2 separate regions of the Pan troglodytes genome follow, and region 2 is linked to region 1. Evidence: chromatin contacts called from public HiChIP or PLAC-seq data. All regions are on one chromosome and are shown on one strand. Each heading gives the region's core, a stretch centred on a gene start, on an enhancer-like site or on the middle of the called end of the contact. The rest is flanking DNA. Distances are from core to core; before and after follow the strand shown.

Evidence for each region. HiChIP or PLAC-seq counts read pairs in DNA pulled down with a chosen protein or histone mark.
Region 2: an H3K4me3 HiChIP or PLAC-seq map of stem cell-derived excitatory neurons shows a contact between it and region 1, with 4 times the contacts expected there. The contact joins the promoter of CFL1 here to the promoter of RNASEH2C in region 1. A contact is called at or near these places in 1 of 7 Hi-C or Micro-C datasets (stem cell-derived neural progenitor cells) and 1 of 1 datasets of contacts at active chromatin or transcription factors (stem cell-derived excitatory neurons).

Annotation. Positions count from the first base shown.
Region 1 is chr9:68,043,891-68,050,011 of NHGRI_mPanTro3-v2.0_pri, reverse strand. It overlaps RNASEH2C (ribonuclease H2 subunit C), which reads left to right and starts at 2,471. Exons shown (of 4, transcript XM_508559.8): 1 at 2,471-2,902; 2 at 3,072-3,247; 3 at 3,325-3,444; 4 at 3,680-3,805. The coding sequence starts at 2,731. The coding sequence ends at 3,706. It overlaps KAT5 (lysine acetyltransferase 5), which reads right to left. Exons shown (of 13, transcript XM_001170139.7): 11 at 4,743-4,902; 12 at 4,535-4,616; 13 at 3,885-4,442. The coding sequence ends at 4,308.
Region 2 is chr9:68,184,260-68,190,380 of NHGRI_mPanTro3-v2.0_pri, reverse strand. CFL1 (cofilin 1) reads left to right here and starts at 3,870. Exons shown (of 4, transcript XM_054661407.2): 1 at 3,870-4,108. MUS81 (MUS81 structure-specific endonuclease subunit) reads right to left here and starts at 4,624. Exons shown (of 18, transcript NM_001280496.1): 1 at 4,312-4,624; 2 at 3,764-3,871; 3 at 3,208-3,421; 4 at 2,994-3,123; 5 at 2,662-2,747; 6 at 2,052-2,150; 7 at 1,818-1,886; 8 at 1,568-1,653; 9 at 891-1,031; 10 at 594-686; 11 at 375-496; 12 at 195-292. The coding sequence starts at 3,342.

The DNA of each region.
Region 1 (6,121 bases), core at 1,222-3,721:
ATATCTAGTTTAAAAATGGACATATAAAAATCAACAGGTTTGCTATAGACAAGGGGTCTGAAAACTATGGCCTGTGGTTCAAATCCAACCCCTTGTCTGTTTCTGCAAAGATTTACTGGAACACAACAACGCTCATTCATTTATGTATTGTCTATGGCTGCTTTCATGCTATAACGGTGAAGTTGAGTAGCTGCGACAGAAGCCATAAAGTCCACAAAACCTAAAATATTTACTATTTGACCCCTTACAGAAAAAGTTTGCCAACCCCTGCTATAGATTAAAAAGAAAATCAGTCAGAAAATAAAATGAAAAAAATAAAAGCCCCAATTTTGGTTTTTAGAGAAAGGGTCTCCCTCCGTAAACCCAGGCTGGTGTGCAGTGGTGCAATCGTGACTTGAACGGCAGCCTCAAACTCCTGGGCTTAAATGATCTTCCCACCTTAGCTTCTTGAGTAGCTGGGACTACAGGCACATGCCACTGTGCCCCACTCATGTTTAAAAAATTTTTTTTCTTTGTAGGAACGGAGTCTTGCTATGTTTCCCAGGCCGGTCTCAAACTCCTGGCTTCAAGCAATCCTCCCCCATCTTGGCCTCCTAAAGCACTGGAATTACAGGTGTGAATCATCATGCCCAGCCCCTCAGTTCTTAATAGAAACAATTATTAATATAAGCTAGGAAGAAATAAACTTTACAATATGTATTAATAACTATTATATATGAACAAAACCTCACAACTGTACAGATATCCAAGGAGATGTGAATAAATTGAATTATGTCTTTCCTGATAGAAAACTAAAGCAAGCCTTTTTCTAAATTAATCTGCCACTCTAGTGAAAGAGCACCAGGAATACATCTGCAGTTGAACAAATTGGGTATATTACTCCTGCACTCTGGGGAATTTCAATAAGAGGGTGCTAGAAAGGACTTATAGGAGGATTTGTGCCCATGTTCAGTGATTTCAGTCAGGGTTTAGGGAAGCCAGGCTTCTCTCTGGCTTGGATGCTGCCAGAGGTGGGGGTATGTCTATGACGGACTGTCTTAATGAGTCTTGCCCAGAAGGAGAGAAGATTAGTTGGAGGCTAATGCTGTAATTGGTAAGGAAACAACAGTCACTCTCTTATGGGAGAAAGAGGGATGTTTCATGCCTTTTGTGGTTTGGACAGTGTTCACCTTTGCCAGCATTCAGATGTGACGATGGAGTGGTTCTGTTTCTGTCTTGCTCCCTCACGGTCACAGAATGACCTTGTCCGATGCTGATGTTCTCTGAAATTGTTTATATTCAACAGAATACCAAGACCAGCTCCCAGATGTGCAGGGATGTATAAATTAAACGCAATTTAAATCTAAATTTCCAGTTTTGTGTTTGTTTTATGTGAGAACTTGAAAAAATATATCTAAGTTGGGTGTCTGAACAAATAAACATTAGAGAAGAGCTGAGAAACCAAAGAGAGAAAATTGTGAAATCTAAAAGACTGAAAAATGTTGATAAATTTGACTACAAAAAATTAGTCTTTGTCCTGGGTGCAGTGGCTCACGCCTGTAATTCCAGCGTGATTTGGGAGGCCAAGGCGGGCAGATCACTTGAGTCCAGGAGTTCAAGACCAGCCTGGGCAACATGGCAAAACTCCGCCTCTACCAAAAATACAAAAATTAGCTGCGTGGTGGCGCAGGCCTGTGGTTCCAGCTACACAGGAGGCTGAGGCTGGGAGATGGATTAAGCCTGGGAGGTCGAGGCTGCAGTGAGCCAATCAAACCACTGCACTCCAGCCTAGGCGAGTGAGACCTTGTCTAAAAGACCAGACAAACAACAACAAAAATAAGTCCTTGTCCAGCAAAAATCACCTTTACACAGGTTTGCAAGACAGACCACAGATAAAACATTTTCAATGCATTTAAGAAAAGGGTTGATGTCCCTAATAAACTAAAAATGAATAACCTACCTACTAATCAATATAAAAAGAGTACTTTTCAGAATCGTTTTAGATTTTACAACGACATGTGCCATTAAAAACAATAAAAGAAAAAAACCCGGCTGGGCGCGGTGTCTCACGCCTGTAATCCAAGTACTTCAGAAGGCCGAGGCTGGAGGATCGCCTGAGGTCAGGAGTTCGAGACCAGCCTGGCCAACATGGCGAAACCCAGTCTCTACTAAAAATACAAAAATTAGGTGGGCGTGGTGGTGTGCGCCTGTAATCCCAGCTACTCCGGAGGCTGAGGCAGGAGAATCGCTTGAACCCGGGAGGCGGAGGTTGCAGTGAGCTGAGACCGTGCCTGGCACTCCAGCCTGGGCGACAAAACGAGACTCTGTCAAAAAAAAAAATAATAAATAAGAAAAAGAAATAAAGAGGAAAGGAAGGGAAGGAAGGGGAGGAAAGGAAGGGAAGGAAGGGAAGGGAAGGGGGGAAGGAAGGGAAGGGAAGGGGGGAAGGAAGGGAGGCAGGGAGGAGGGGGAGGGGGGAGGGGGAGGGAGGGGGGAGGGGGAGGGAGGGGGGAGAGGGGAGGGAGGAAGGAGAGGAGAGGGGAAGGAAGGAAGGAAAAAAACAAAACACAACTGGAAAACCCTAGGACTTGAACCCAGGGAAAGCGTTAGGGGGTAAGGGGACTACACTTCCCGTGAAGTTCCGCGGCGGCTTCCCGTGAGGCCCCGCGGAGGCTTCCTGAGAGGCCCTGCGCGCTTTCCGCGCCAGCTTCAGTGTCAGCTCGCGAGCCCTGGCGTCGCGTAGGAGGGAGGATGGAGAGCGGCGACGAAGCGGCCATCGAGAGGCACCGCGTCCACTTGCGCTCCGCCACATTGCGCGACGCCGTACCCGCCACACTGCATCTGCTGCCCTGCGAGGTTGCGGTAGACGGGCCCGCCCCGGTGGGGCGCTTCTTCACGCCCGCCATCCGCCAGGGCCCCGAGGGTGAGCGCTGCGGCCAGACTACGGCTCCCGGCAGCCCCCGCGCCGGCCTGCGCGCTTCTCATCGCCTGGGCTCCTGGGGATCGTGGTCCGTCCGGAGGTGGCGGGAGGGCAGCTCCGGGCTCGACCCAGCGTGGGTCCTGCCTGAGGCCCTTTGCGCCTCCCACTCCAGGACTCGAAGTGTCGTTTCGGGGCCGCTGTCTACGGGGAGAGGAGGTGGCGGTGCCGCCTGGCCTCGTGGGATACGTGATGGTGACGGAAGAGAAGGAGGTGTCGATGGGGAAGCCAGACCCCTTGCGGGATTCCGGGACTGACGACCAAGAGGAGGAGCCGCTGGAGCGGGACTTCGTGAGCAAAGGGATAGGGTTGAAAGGGGGTGCGGGCGGGAGCTGTAGTCCCGATGCTGAGCCAGGCCCCTTCCCCAGGACCGCTTCATTGGAGCCACTGCCAACTTCAGCCGCTTCACCCTGTGGGGTCTGGAGACCATCCCTGGCCCGGATGCCAAAGTGCGTGGGGCCTTAACTTGGCCCAGCCTTGCGGCAGCGGTGAGTAGACGAGGAGTTCCGTCTTGCCCCCGGGTGGATGGGCTGGGGAGCACAATTGCGCAGACGGAGCCCGGAGGATTCTACTGGGTAGTGTGTGGGAAGCGTAGCTCCCTGACCACTCTTCCTAGCATGTCTAGAAGCGGTTATTCTGAACAGCTGGGTCCTTCCTCGGGTATGGGGGCCAGCTTGCCGCCCTGTCTTACAAGTCCAACAGTAGAGGCGACTCCTGTTGCAGATTCACGCACAGGTGCCCGAGGACTGAGAACCAGAGCTTGAAATTCAAAGCTACGATCCCTTCACAGCAGTAAACCAGCTCTTTGGAACCGATTCCATCACCCCAATAAAGGAGCTCTTCACAGCACCTGTGAGTCTGGGCGCCTTAGAGCCCCTAAGCCAGCATGGGCCCTTTCCCCCTCCCCCCCAAGAACTTTGCATGGCTCTGGCATATAGAAACAATTTATTGCCGGGGGCAATAGGGGTAAGAGAAGCCAGAAATTTTTGCAGCCAGCACCCACCCCACCCCCAACTTCTACTTTACAAAAGAAATTTTTACAATCACCAGCCCTCTGTACAGAGCTCCCCCATCCGGATCCCTTCTCACTGTACACAGCTGCCTGGCTCCCTCTGGTCCCTGCTTCAGAGCAGGCCTGGGCCTGTGGCCAGCTGACCTTGGAGTTGGTCTGAGCCCGGAGCTCGCCTTGGTGCTGGGCACCAGTGGGCCCCTGCCAGGCCTGTCTTCTCCTTTTTGAGCTGTCCTCAGCCCCATCTCCCTTAGAGTGCTTTGTGGGAGCTGCAGTGGGGGCGGGGTGGGCTATCAGCCCCAGTCCTGCTGCCGTCTTGGCACTGCAGTGGGCAGTGTCTGGTCACCACTTCCCCCTCTTGCTCCAGTCCTTGGGAGTGAAGTGCAGACACTTGGAGTCGATCCGCAGGAGCCGCTTGAGCATGGCCCGCTCATGGCCATCCACGATGTCCTCTGACAGTGTGAGGATGTACTGGCCCTGGGCAGAGGAGATGGGTTCAGCAGGTGGTCAGCCCACAGAGGACTGCACTCTGCATCCCACACACCTGTCTCCCCTGCCTGCCTCCCTACCTTGTAGTAGTTGATGAGATTGAGGTACTGCAGAGTGGAGATGACATCCTCCTTCTTGATGCTGGTGATTTCACTAATCTCACTGTGGGAGAGCACAGGTCAGGTTCCCTGAGGACCTTTATCTGTCCCCAGGAGCCCTGAGAGAGAGAGAAAGCCCAGAACAGACAAGCCATGCCATGTACCCCCAGGTAGACAGCACCAGGCTCACTTGATGGTGATCTGTGGCCTCTCCCCGCTCTCCGACTTCAGCCCCATCAGGATCTCCAGGATGGTCTGGGACCAGTAGCTTCGATAGGATAGGAGGCCAAGGTCTGAGAGGGGCTTCTCAGGGGTCCCTGTTTTCCCTTCCACTTTGGAGAGTTCATAGCCTAAAGCAATGGAGCAGGAGAGGGTGAGTAAGAGGTCACAGATGAACATAAGCAACATTTAAAAACACAGCTTGCCAAGGCAGGCTGCCTAGTTCCTATCATGGCCCTGCCACTTGGCAGTTCTATGCCCTCCACTTCTCTGTGCCTCAGTTCCCTCAGGAAGAACTGAGTATTCACTCTTCCCGTGCGCTGAGCACAGTGGAGGGCATGAGGGCACTGAGAGGAGCAGCTGCAGTCAACCATGAGGGTGATCAGAGGCCAGTGAAGGCTTATGGGCGGGGGATGCAGAGAAAATGGCTCATGGGAAGAAGGGGCCTCCGATTTTCCTTTGCCATCCCGGGCTCTGTGTCTAGCCATGTAAGGAAGTGGAGACAGATTCCTGTCTCTAATCCAGACCTGAGAATGCTTGAATTCTCAAAGTCCTCCTAGCTGGGACCTTGGGAGTGTCACCTGCTGTAAGACCTGAGTGGCCTGACTGGGTGGTTGTGAGGATGCAAGGAGAAAAGGTGCACCAAGGTGCTTCCTAAGTCGGGGAGACCATTCCTGGGAGCCAGGTGACTGACCCCCACCATGGCTCTTTCCCTCCAACTCGTGCTGATAGCTGGCCGCTGGGAGGCCGTCCCCAGTGAGATCCTCAGACCCTGCACAGCCCTGAGTGGCTTCACATCTCTTGGTCAGTGTCTTCATTCTCCCCAGTCAGGGACCTGGGATGTTTGTTACTTCTAGAAGCCCTTCCTCACCCTCATAATGGACCTTAGCCCCTTGCTGGTCCCACTCACATCCCGTCTCCATTGCTGTCTGAGCTCCAAGACTGAGTTTCTTCAAGCATCCACTTGTGCTACCAGGCTGAGAAGTTCTGAGGATGTGACCCCATCTGGGCATCATTTAACCAATAAAATTTCTCAAATGGACCATAACCTTGATCAGGTAAAGCCTCTGTGTCTTCACCAGGTCAACAGCTAGAACTTCCTCCTTGTTTCTCAGGTCAGAGCTTGGTTATTCCAAGTGAGTGGTGAGATAGACAGAATGGGGGGTGATGGGGAGTAAGAGGCTGGGAAGAAGGGGCCTCAGGGTTGGGGAGGGCACTGAAGAGCCCATGTGTGATGAAGGTCAGAGTCCCTTCTGGCTTTAAGAGACTGACCTCACTGGACACAAGGAGCGAGGGACAACATGCTTACGTCTATCTGCTGACAGCATTTTGGATACCTGCCTGCAAGGC
Region 2 (6,121 bases), core at 2,621-5,120, 140 kb before region 1:
CAGGTACCTGGCTTCCTACTGTGCGCCTGGATGGGCCTGTGGGGGTCTGATCCGGGAGCAGCCACAGGGTGGGTGTGGCTGGATTCCAAAGGGCTCTGCCTCAAGGAGGCTGCCAGAAGTGCCCCTGGATTGCTCTGGGCTGAAAACGGGGCTTCGGAGCAGGCAGGGAAGCCTGGCAAAGCCAGCAAAATTACCTTCTGCTCCCGGAAGCGGCCGTCAATGATGCTGCTGCAAAGGTCATCCAGTCGCTTGCGCTCCACAATGTGATCCAGTACCAACTCCCCAGGGTTTGCTGCTGACAAGCCAGCCGTTAGCTTGCGATCCCCTACCCACCAGGCCCTGCCCCTGGTGCCAGCCTGTCCACGGCCCTTCACCTGGGTCTCTAGGATTGGTCTCCTGGGCCACCCACACAAAATCTCCAACGTGCAGCTTGCGCACCATGTGGGTCACGTGCAGCCGCTGTAGCTCTCGGAGCAGCTCCGGCCTGTGCCCGCCCCTGGAGTGGCAAGGAGGGAAGCCTAGATCAGAGCAGGGCAGTGCCTACCCCCCAGCCTCCTCCGATCATCTCCCTCGTTTCTCCCCACCTCACTCACCCCCGGGTCTCGCCAATGTCCACACACAACAGCACCCTGTACTCTCCAGGCCTCAGCTCCAGTGGCTGCTGCTGGACCCCTGCTTCACTGGCACTAAGTGGGGGGTGTTGGTATGTGAGGCCAGAACCCCTTGTGCCAGGGCAGTTGCCCCACACCCATGCCACCCGACACCCACCACCCACCCACAGTAGGGAGGCAGCCACAGCTCAGCTGCAGGTGATGGGTTGGGGTGGGGCTTTGGCCTCATTTCCCATCCCCTCCTCCCTGTTTTCCCCCCTCCTCTGCCCTCCTCCTCACAGCTCTGCTGAAGCTGCTCTTGGCACTGCTGTCTCCTCCCCAGGGGGCTCCTTGGGCCCGATGCCCACATTCAGCAAGCTCAGGCCTTCTGACTCGGCCAACTTCTGGGCCAGCTCCAGGCCCTCTGGAGTCAATGAGTACCTGGGAGGCAGAGGGGACAAACACAGCTCTCCCTTCTTCACTCATTCCTGGCAGGCTTTCCTGCCTGCCCCCAGCTGGGCTGGCCTCACCACCCCCTTGGTGCCCTGCACAAATGACCCCAGTGGCTCCTGCTCCTCCTGGTCTTCTTGGCTCTTAGAGCAGTTCCTTGGGCCTGCTCAGCGCCATTCTCAGGTCTGCAAGAAGTGTGTCTCAGACAATTTCCTTCCTCCTGTCTTCACTAATGCTGTTTCCTCCTCCTCGGAATACTTATCCTGCATCTCTACCCGCCAAATCCTAAAACGTGTCAAATGCTATCTTCTCTGAAAAGGCTTTCTCCTCCTCCAATAACCACCGCACCCTCCCGCCCCCGCTGCTGCGGTTTCACACCCTCCAGGTACTCCAACAGTGGGGGCTCCTGAGGAAAGGCCCACGCCCCCCAATCTCAACAGCATCAGCTCTGGGAGTTGTTGGGTGACTCTAAGGCCCTACTAAGAAGTTCACTCATGCTCTCCTGTATCTCCTGCAGTTGGCCCCACCTGGCTGGCTGGTGTGTCCTGAGGACCAGGTTCCTGTGAAGGAGGGAGCGGAGGGCTGGCCAGGGTCGAGCACTCCCAGGGGCTACCTGTGGATCAGAAAAGAGACCCTCAGAGAGCACCTGGTACCACCACAAGTCCATGTTCCCTGTGTCCCCAGCCATGGGCCACACATGGGCCCACTGCAAGAAAAGGCAGTCTTTGGTGGGCCCCAGAGCCACTTGGGCCTGTCCTCCCTGATCCCTGTGCTCACCCTGGGGGACTTCTGAGCACACCTCTGCAGCAGCTCCTCCTTGGTTAAGAAGTGGTGACCATTAGGATTCTGAAACCAAGGTAGAAAAGACAGGGTAGGCTCAGTGCCAGGGCCCCTCCTCATCCCGCTCAGGTGGCTGGGATAATCTTTGCCTGCCCTGCCTGGGCCAGGCCCCTCGGGGAACCTCCCACCCCACTGCCATGGTTCTGCCTCGCGGTGTAGCCCAGTGCTCACCAGGTGCTCCCGGTAGAGCACCAGCAGTATCACTCGGGCTCCTGAGTGCCGAGCTGGCCAGTAGCTGCCAGAGCCTCCCGCTTTGGGCTGGGCGGGAACCTGAAAGGTACAGAGGAGTTCTGAACATGAAAGCCAGCCAGTCATCTTTGAATAAGTCCCCAGCAGGCTTTGTGGCCCTGGGTAAGTCACTCAGTTGTCTCTCAGTTTCCTTCTCTGTAAAATGGGCCAGGTGATGGGATGATCCGCTGCAAATCTGGGATAAAACAGCAGGCAGTTTCGGGGCAGTGGGTGGGGGTGTCTGCCCAGCCTGGCCTCACTTCTACCATGCGCTGCAGGACAGGTGTAATTAGACAGGAAAACTTAATAATGGTGACCCCGTAACTAACTGAGCTGGGCTCCCTAAGTAGCTTGATCATGGAATTCTCTCATTGGCTGTTACCAATATTTCTATTCACAGGTTAAAATACTAAGTCGAAAAGAGGATAAGTCATTTGCTCAAGGCCAGGCATCACTGGTGAGATTTGGACTCAGGCTTGCCAAATCCCCCAAGCCAGAAAATCATACTCCCGCACTCCCACTTTGCCTTCCACTCCCCTTGCCCCTTCCTCACTGGCACGGAAGAGTCCTGGACTTCCGCAGGTCGCCCCTGCGGGGCTGGACTGTTCTCTCCAGATAGTGAGTCCGAGGCATGGTCACCTGCGGGAGAGAAAAGAGTTAACTCCACACTCCACGAATCCGGCAGCTGCGAGGATCTGGGATGCAACCTACTCAGATGGTTACGTGAGACCGGTGAGGGAGGCTCAGGGAGCGCCAGCCACTAGCCCTAGGCCGAACGGCAACTGGGACAGGAGTGGGGAGCTTTAAGCCAAGGGCTCCCAGGAGAGTACGGAGGCTCCACCTGGGGGAGGTAGGGGATCACCGACCCCTTTCCGAGGCGCTCACCGCCCGATGTTCGGTGCCGCTGCAGCCGCTCGTCCAGCATCCGGCAGAGCCCGTCTCCGAAGTGCTGTAGGATCTTAGCTTCCTTCCCGCTGCGCAGCGGCAGTGGGTACCGTCGGAGGGAACGCAGCGCCTGGCCGGGCAGGGGTAGGGTACCTGGTCAGGGCAGGCCTGACCTGGCCAGCAGCTTTTCCCATCGGGCCACGCCAGGACCCACCTTCTGAAACACGAAGCGCGTGCGGCGCCTGCTGCGGGTCGCCTCGTCCCGCCACTCGGTCAGCCAGCGAACGAAGAGCGGGTTGGGACTGGCAGGCAGCGGGCGCTTCCGGCCCAGGCGGACCGGGGCCGCCATGAGCCCGAGGGCGGGTCCTCCGGCGCTCCACGCCCGCGGGACTGGGACGCCGCCAGTTCTGGAGTCGGGATTGGAACACCTGGCCCAGGGCGGGGCGGGGGAAGAGGGAGACCGAGGGCAGGACCGTTGAGATCACGGGGCCCCAAACACAGGGGGCACTAACGAGAGGAGAGCCTGCGGCCGCCCTCCCACCCCTGCGCTGCTCTAAGTGGTTGGTCAGGGGCGCTGTCTCTAACGATCTTTTCCCTTGGCTCCACTCCAGCCAGCCTTTGAGACGCGCCCATTCCCAGCCCCCGGAGCCTGGACCGGCTCCTTCCTGTCAACCCAGATTCGAGAGCGGGGTCTTTGTGTAGGCGAGAGGAAGGCGGACAGCGCCCCCTGTGACGGGGAGGACTGGCTGGGCGGCGCTTAACGAACTAACCTGAGCTTGGCGGCTCTAAGGTCTCTTAAGATTGTCAGCTTCAGCCTCAAGCTTGAAGGAGGCTGGAGATGGAGACTGGTCTTGAAAAGAGTCCAGGAGAGGCGGGGGCTAGGAGACAAACGGGTGCAAACGTATTGGTGGGAGGGACACCCAGAAATGGGTGCCGGGGATGAGGACACAAAGGTAAGGCAGGAGGAGCTGCAGGACCCTTGGAGGAGATGGTGATCCTCATCCCCGGGATACAGGGCAAAGAGTGTGTGGTGGAGAGGAAGTCGGGGACGTGCCGAGAAGGCCCAAAATAGAACTCGGAATGTCGGGGGTCAGAGGCCTAGAGGAAGGAGGACTGTAAGTAAGAGGTGCTTGGGCATCCTGGCAGTTGGGGAGGCCTGAGATGGGCACGCGGTTGGGTTTGGGAGCGGAGGAGCAGGCTGCGGGTTAAGAAGCCCAGACACAGGTAGAGGGGAGAACACTTCGTCATTTTTGTGGCTAATCGGAAGTGGGAGACCCTCAGGGAGGTTGAAGATGGAAACCCTACAAAGGGCTTCAACCTGAGAAGCCTGAAGGACACGTATAGCTGAGTTGGACACAGGCGACCCGCCAGGGTTTGAAGCAGCACCCGGCCTCTAGCTGCTATGCCGGAAGTCTCAACACGCAGGTCTCCAGCCTGCGAGGAAGGGAGAGGTGGGCGCCAGAGCTCCAGTCCCGCCCCTCAGGACTGTGCCTAGCCCACGGCGCAGTAGCCCCAGCCAAGCTAAATTGGACCAATGGGCTCCGGCTCCCGCCTCCCGCCCGCCGCGGCCTTATAAGGAGCCTCAAGTCGGCTGTCGGGCTGGCCCCGCCCCCTCGAGTCTCTTGTCCTAATAAGGACATCTAGGGCATCCCGCGGCTGGGGGCGGGCGAGAGCGCGTCTCCAGGGTAACTGCGAAGCCCCCCCTCCCTCTCCCCGTTGCTCTTGGAAACTCTAAGGCTCAGAAAAGGGGGCGCTAGCCTCATATTCATGTAGGGTCGCTCGCGGGAGGCGGGGTCAAGCTGCTGTCTCCACCTGGAGCGCCGGGAGTCCGGGCGGGGGCGGTGCTGTGGAATGTCCCCGACTACAACCCCCGGTATGCTCTGCAAGGTACCCCACTCCCAGGCATCGCTCACCGTTTACACCCTTAATTCCGTTTATAGGATTAGGGCCCCCAGTTCCCTTTCTGGGTTTGCCTCTGACTTGTTTGCGACCCAGTCTTTTCCTGCAGAGTGTGAGGCTGTGGTCACTGTTCTAGGACAACAAAATCATCCCGGAGTCCCCCCCCTCGTTTCTTTTTTTTTAAGGCATATACTACCACAGAACTTGTCTCAGTTTTTCGGATGTTAGAATAACCATGTACCTGGCTATCAACTCGAGAGCTGGGTTCAAGTCTGGTTTAATATCTATTTCTTCCCATTGGCACGTAAAGGCATGTAAAGAAGCCTTGAATTGAATGCACAAACCCTCGTCTTTACCCTTTAACGCCTCATGACTTTGCCAAACATCTTTAAACAAGAACAAAGCTCTCAGAGATTTCCTTGTACCTTTCCCCTGTGCCTTTTCCTCCTATTCTTGTTTTACTGACGTTGGACATGGCCTTTTTTCAGGAGACGAGAGTGGCTTTACACATGCAGAGTACTAGTGTTTATCCGACTGACGACGCCTTCATACTTGTGATTTCCTTTGCTTTAGGTCGGGATTCCAGGCTAATCAATAGTTGCTTCGATTCAGAAATGCAAAACCCTAACCTCATTCAAAAATTTCAGGCCAAGGGATCCAGATAATACCATATGGGTCTTAAGAAAGCCGTTTTGCTGTGGGATAAAGAGCCGCTTAGTCGGGGATCGTTTTCGGGTCATTTTACTGAGCGCCGCCTCGCCGGGCTCAGAGCGGTTCCTGGGAAATTGGACCAATGGGCTCGCGCTGCGCGCTGCGGTGCCGCCCGGGACCTGGGCCTACATTTCCCTACATGCACTGCAGCTCGGGGCCGGCCGGCGGGAAGACTCCGTTACCCAGCGAGCGAGGCGGCGGCGCAGGGCCGGCGGACTCCATTTCCCGTCGGCTCGCGGTGGGAGCGCCGGAAGCCCGCCCCACCCCTCATTGTGCGGCTCCTACTAAACGGAAGGGGCCGGGAGAGGCCGCGTTCAGTCGGGTCCCGGCAGCGGCTGCAGCGCTCTCGTCTTCTGCGGCTCGTGCCCTCTCCTTTTCGTTTCCGGAAACATGGTGAGCGGCAGGCCACGGCGCCCGAGGGAGGCGGCTGCGGGTCGGTCGCCTGCGCGCGGGAAGCGACTGCGGAGCGACGTCCGCACCCCCTCCCCCAGCGCCCCGGGCGGGATGAGGGTCTCGCA